Regions from separate parts of the Sus scrofa genome. Here region 1 is linked to region 2. A link is a contact called in public Hi-C data. All regions are on one chromosome and are shown on one strand. Each heading gives the region's core, a stretch centred on a gene start, on an enhancer-like site or on the middle of the called end of the contact. The rest is flanking DNA. Distances are from core to core; before and after follow the strand shown. Region 1 has its middle 1.4 Mb from the start of CDH9. Region 2 has its middle 1.3 Mb from the start of CDH9.

Region 1 (3,429 bases), core at 613-3,112, 72 kb after region 2:
ACAGATCTGCTGCAACACTTCAAAAATGTTCTTTATTGTGTCTTTGCTTTTCCTTCTGCTTTTGTAACTTATTCTGTTTAACATACTGTGTTTATGCCCCAATCCTACCCATTCTTGAGGTTTTATATCAGTTGGTACATACTTCAGGAGACTTCTCGGTTTCCTCAGCCTGCTATGATCTTCCCTTTATCCTTCAGTGGGACTGTGCATCTCACTCATTTTAACTGTATTTACCTTTAAAATGTTGACCATGTACCATTTTCTCTTACAGTTTAGCTTGCACTGACATCTTTCTCATAGTTCCATTTCTCTTACTTACATTGGTCCATACACCTCTCCCAACACAGCAAACTCCCCACTGGACTGAATAATCTGTCCCCAAAGGGGTTACACTTGTTCACTTCTATGTGTCCAACACCTATTCCCAGTAGAAGATAAACTCTGTAATGTTTTGGATTTTGTCACTTTGAAATTGTAATATAATATTTAAAAATGTGCCTTGAATTTGCTAAATTAATAAATAAGTGATCTTTGAACTAACTGGTTGTTAATTAAGAATTCCTTACACTACTTAGCTATATGATCACTCCAACATCTCAGGCATCCATTCCCATTTCACTCCTATGTATGAATCTTCATTATATTTTATCATGACTATTGGAAAATACTCCTAATTGGTTTTGATAACCCAAATTAGACTCTTTCTTCCTGTCCATGTCATCTTTCATAGGGTTGGAAATTTGATCTTTATAAATGTTAAATCAAATTATAATAAGCCCCATTTTAACATTAAAAAATAATTCCCAATGCTAAATGGATCATCCAAGCATTTCCTTTTAGGAGTTAAATTGTCTTTGAAAACATCTCAGTATCACTATCCAGCTACGGTAACAAAATACGTCTTCTTTGAAACAGCCTCACTGGACAGCTTACTAGTCCCTCAAAAGACACATTTTTACAATTTGTTCACATCTAGGAGCTTTCTTACCAGATGCTACATGTATTTGCAACTTCACCAACTCCTTACTGTAGATTTTCCTGATTATGTAATGTAATTATCTTGGTTGTAAAATGGTAATTCTAATAAAATGTCATATAAATATAAGGATAAAAACACACTATATATTTTATTTATTCATTTAAAGAGAAACAGGTCCTATATTTTCTCAGTTTTATTGAGGTGTAATTGGTTTACAAGACACTGCGTACAACATATTCAATTAATTCATGTATACAATTTAGTGAGTTTAGACATATATATGTTTATGTTACCATAAATGTGATGTATTTTAAAATATAAAGCAAAGCTTAAGATATTAGAGGTCTTAAAATTCAGAATGTGAAAGTACCTTGCAGGCAGAGATTTAGGAAAAATAAATATGAACATGACAAATTTGAAATAAGCTAATTTCAAAGTAAAAATATTTCAAGTAATTTGTGTTTTTGTTTCAGTTTGTTTGTTCTTAGTAACCTTAAGTGTTTCATGATTCCAAACATGGCCGAAAAAGTAAATTTTATCCAGACATACAGCCAAAAGTGTGTGGTGCTCACCTTAATATTTATTGGATACACAGAAAATATGGGGGTTTCAGCAAAATCCTTACTCAGATATTCATATTATTAAAAATAATTCTCTTTAAGAAAAATTAGTGTACCTTCATATAACAAAACAGAAAGAGGTCCTCTACTGAAAAATAATGTTTGACTTATACTAGAGTTCCAATTATCAGTTTACACCTGAATTATATATAGGATGTATTATTTTATTAAAAATTCTGTAAAAAATCAACATGTATATAAAAGAGAAACTAAAACCTTATTCCTGTAAGAAACTTTGGTTTAGTGGCCTTAATCTGCCATCTTGTGGCGTGATGGCTTCATCTCAGATTTTCATACACATTCACCAGGCATTTTAAAATATTTTCTCAGATATATAGAATAAGCATAAGGGCTACCTTTATTTTTGTAAATTGGACTTCAAAGAGAAATTTCTGGAAGTGAATTGAAAAATTTACAGTTCTATAGGGTTGAAAATGGTTCATGTTTAAAATGCTGTTTGTTCAGTTAATATTTGATAATGAGTATTTAATAGATAAATTGAAAAATGAATAATAACTAATATTTTAGATGATTGAATCACACTAAAACCATACTGGGAATGAATAATTCATATCACATGGCCAGAAGTTAACCAGTTTTTACATCTTTTCTTTGATAAGACAATTCTGCCACTCAAACATACTAACTTTCACCTCTATATGCCCCTGCAAAGAAAATAATTTTACATTTTATGTAGGATAATGTTTTTCAGCTTCAAATCATGTCCTTAATAATATGAAATATATAATTATAAAATAAGATAATATTTCACTGGGGTCAGCCAGTTGAGCCTTGAAGTAATTGTATATAACTAAGCTTACTCATTTAATTTCCCCTGATTTTTTTATTATCATGAATTATTAGCTAAGAATGCAATTACAATATGAAGATAAGTTTAACTCTTTTATAATTTTGAAGCTGTGTTGAAAATACTTTAGTTATAATGTCATGTGAGCAAATAAAAATCCAAATACAATTTTTGGGAAGAAAGATTGGCTGAATATGTTTAACATGGCAGTTTTAGAGAACCGTACCAACAAAACATTAGGTAGCTCCAAATTCCAGTCTACCCATAGAAACATAAAAAAAGAGAAAGGAGCTATCTGAACCAACTATGTTAGAATTCTGGTAAACTATCAAAGCCTTATGATAATGAAGCAAATATTGAATCAATAAAATGTAACTTAAAAAAATCCTCCTGGAATACAAAGAAATATCAACCAACTGATTGAGCACAAGCTGTACCTTCAACAACAAAAAAATCCTGGGGAAGATGAGAATTTTATTTTATAGCATTATAATACCTAATTCTAATTTTCAACAACAACAATGAAAATCACAAAGCATACATAGAAACAGGAAAGTATGGCCTATTCAAAGAAAAGAAATAACAGAAGTTGTCCATAAGGAAGCCTAGACATTGGACTTTTATACGAAGGCTTCAAATCAGCTGTCTTAAATGTGTACAAAGAGCTAAAGTGAACCTTGGTGAAGAACTAAAAAAAAAATCATGGAAACAATACATGAACTAAATTAGGTGTTCAATAAAGAGATAAAAATTATATAAAGGAAACAAGTAGAAATTCTGGAATTTAAAAGTACGAATACTAAACTGGAAAGTTCTAACAATAAAGTTGAATAGGAAGAAGGAAGAATCAGTGATCATGAACATAGGATAATTGGAATTTAACAGTCTGAGGAATAGAAATGCAAAGGAATGAAGAAGAGTGAACTGAGCAAAAGGAAGTATGAAACATCATCAAGAAGGTCAACATATTCATTATTGGAGTCTCAGAAGGACCACTGAGATAAAAGGGGACAATAGGATTA
Region 2 (3,494 bases), core at 535-3,034:
ATACAACATAGGAGTAAATTATCTTTACATCTGGCTAGGCATTGTTTTCTTAGATATGACACCAGAAAAAGCACACTGACAACATTAAAAACAAAATAAAGTTCCTGCTGCAGCACAGTGGGTTAATATTCTGGCTTGTCTCCGTGGCATTGGTAGTTCCATCCCCAGGTCTGTGCAGGTGCTGTGAGTTAAAAATCTGGTGTTAATGCAGCTGTGGCATAGGTTGGCGTGGATTCAATCCCTGGCACAGGAACTTCCATATGCCTTGCTGTGGGCAGCAGCATCTATTCAACCCCTAGCCTGGAATCTTCCATATGCCTCTGGTGCTACCCTAAAAAAAACCAAACACACAGAAATTGAATATTCATACTTTTCTAGTGTAAAATGGTCTACCTTGGAAAATTATTTATTAATTATTGATCAAAATTTAATTGTAGTATTACCATATGACCAAGTTTTTCCACTTCTACTTATGTACCTAAGAGAAATAAAAACATATATCCACCCAAAATGTTGTAAGTCTTCACAGCAGCATTGTGCAATTTAGCTGAAACATGGAGAAAAAATCCAAATGCGTATCAACTGACAAATAGATACATGTACATGAATATATATATATGTATATAAATGTGGTTTATCCATACAAAAGAATATTTATCTATACAATGTAAATAAAACATTCCTTTTTTTTGTCTTTTTAGGGACACACCTGCAACATATGGAGGTTCCCAGCCTAGGGAGTTGAACTGGAGCCACAGCAATGCCAGATCCTCCAATCCATGTCTGTGACCTACACCACAGCTCATTGCAACCCTGGATCCTTAACCCAGTGAGCAAGGCCAGGGATCGAACTGGCATCCTCATGAATGCTAGTAGGGTTCCTTTCCACTGAGCCATGATGGGAACTCCATAAATAAAATATTCTTGCATGCTTAAGAGTATGTATTGTAAAGTACTGTTAATATGAAATGTCAGGAATAGGACAATTTACAGAGATAGAAAAGTCTTCTGTACCTGGAAGGGAGTGGGATAAACGAAAGTGACTGCCACTGCACATAAAGTTTATTTTGAAGTAGTGAAAATATTTTAAATTTAAATTGTTTCGATGCCTGCACAACTTTTTGTGTATACTACAAAAGTTAACTTTGATGGGTAGATTTTGTCACATGAGTTATATCTCACTAAATTTGTTAAATAATTTATTGTTTGTATTGATTTTTTAAAATTAAATCATTTTATCAGTTTCCCTATGGCATGCTCATCATTTTCTTTAGATTTGAGTGGTTATCACTTTTCTATATATTTACATATCCTATCAGTTTGATTTGCATGAGTGTTAAAATCAAATCAGTCATGAAACAATCTACTGAAAAGTATTTAGATGAGTCCTAGAAAGAACACTGGAAAACTGTGAAAGTTTAATGTTATGGCCATTATGTTTACACTGTATGAACATTGCTCTTGGAAAAAAAAGTCGCAAACATTTCTCTTTTGAGAGAAAAATGTTTTGTGTCTATCAGAGATACAATTGGATGAGACTTTGCTAACCACATTAATTTGTACTAGTATATTTCTGTTTCACAGTTGTTTATTTATACATTTGTGTTGTCATACAGAATACATCTGCAGTAGAGTAAGTATAATATCATAAACTAAAAAAAGGTGACTTAGCTTGAAATTCAACCTTTGCCACTTAAAAGATTTTGCAAGCTTTTATTTGTTAAATGCGTAACAGAGCAAATACACTGAAGCACTGCTATGAAGATGAAATTAAAGGGCAAGTGCTTAGTAAATATCTCCATGCCAGATTCTTGGCATTTTTATGAAGTCTGGACTCTGAGTGTGGGTGTGATTGTGGAAGGCTATGTTTATATGCATACGTAAAGTATCTATATATATATATATATTTACTGTATTTTCAATTTTATATCTCTTAACTCTTGAGATATCTACTACCTAAAAATTTACAAATTTAGATAGTATTCTGAATTCTATTTAACTCTTGAAGTTTAAATATTAGAAACTACATTTACATTGTTTATTTTGGTTTAGTTTCTGTTTTTTACCTTTTACTAATGTATTATCAAAATAAATGTTTGACCTTATCATGTCTTTCCACTTTATCAAATAATCCTGAATTTCTTTATTTTTTACCATCACAATTTAGTTGCAGATAAAATAGTTTGTGTCTATTTTAAGTGGTTAACAATGATTTTAAAGTGAATAAAATAATTTGGTTTATTGATAAAGATTCAAAATATTGCATTTATCCTGTTAATTATTTCAATCATTTCAGTTGATTACTAAAACTTTAAGGATTTTGAAACAAAAAAATTATCATTGATTGTTGATTAAAAATGATTGCACCTTGAATTTTTAAAAATAATTTCTATTAGTTCAAAGTAAATCTTTTGAGAAGCAAGTGAAGCAAATCTACTTCCCAAGAGACAGTATATCACACAGTGTTGGAGCAAACAAACACAAAAAACTGACAGTGTATTTACATTTGCCTCAGGGGAACAGGTACTTGCGAATTTTGTGACAAAATCTAATACTTTGAAGGAAACGTGATCTTTCTGACAGTTCTACCAATTTACCATACCAAAAACAGGAAGAACTTTGCCACTTTTAGCAAGTCAAGAAAATATTATTAGGAGATGAGAAAATATGATTTTTTTTCATGATATTCAATACAATGTGTCTTTGGCTTTAGAAAATTTTAAAGACATTCCGTTTTGGCAATACTGTTCCATATTAAAGAATCTAATTTTTCAGTTATACTACTGAGTTACTATCTAGGTCTTTTGCATGAGTGAGAAAAGGAAAAAGGAAAGAGAGGGAGAGAGGAAGAAAGTAAGAAACACATTCACAATCTCTTAAAATATGACAAAGTTTTATTTCATATATTTGCCATACATAAAAATCTATCTTTTTGTATACTTCAATTTTTCTGTGATGTAAAACTTACAGATGAAGTGCTTATTTTCCATACAATTTAAGACAGCATATCATTTATCATTTCTGAAATGTAGAATTTCTAAAACACACACACATTTATTAAATGTTGATTACCTTTGGATTGCATTGTAGTTCCCCATTTTTCTTTGTTTAACCTACTAGAGATTAAGACACAACTCTGGTGGACATCCTGTGGAAGAGAAGAATTTTAAAGGTAAGTCATAGGTTCTTCTAAATATCAGATCTGTAGAGGAGGATGCAGTCCCTATCTAAGTGGAAAGCAACATATCAGGGAGCTGTAGAACACAATGAAAATTTAGGTGGAGTCTAAAGATTTGGCAAAACAAGGCTGGAAAATATAGCTCAGAGTAAAATTAAAATTGAAGTCTGGAAGCATACGTAGACACTGAAAAAAGACAAACTGCATGTGGCATGAGATGAAAATGAAGCTCTTGAAGAAACTATTTCCTGGAAAAGTGGTCGTGCCTATGCTAGAGTGTGCATTTACAATGAGGAGCTTAAGGAATTAAATCCTT

What was found. A called contact is a pair of places that touch in the nucleus more often than the background predicts.
Region 1: a contact with region 2 is called in a Hi-C map of liver, with 2.2 times the contacts expected there. The contact joins two enhancer-like sites. A contact is called at or near these places in 1 of 5 promoter capture datasets (liver) and 6 of 47 Hi-C or Micro-C datasets (embryonic fibroblasts, fetal liver, liver and 1 more).

Annotation. Positions count from the first base shown.
Region 1 is chr16:15,439,504-15,442,932 of Sscrofa11.1, forward strand. No RefSeq gene overlaps it. Among named protein-coding and RNA genes, the nearest start is that of CDH9, 1.4 Mb to the left of the region's middle. Within about 2 kb of position 1,863, at least 1 of the 83 cell types and tissues checked has an H3K27ac peak or open chromatin away from gene starts, as enhancers often do. A contact at or near this core is called in liver, where this site is marked.
Region 2 is chr16:15,367,252-15,370,745 of Sscrofa11.1, forward strand. No RefSeq gene overlaps it. Among named protein-coding and RNA genes, the nearest start is that of CDH9, 1.3 Mb to the left of the region's middle. Within about 2 kb of position 1,785, at least 3 of the 83 cell types and tissues checked have an H3K27ac peak or open chromatin away from gene starts, as enhancers often do. A contact at or near this core is called in liver, where this site is marked.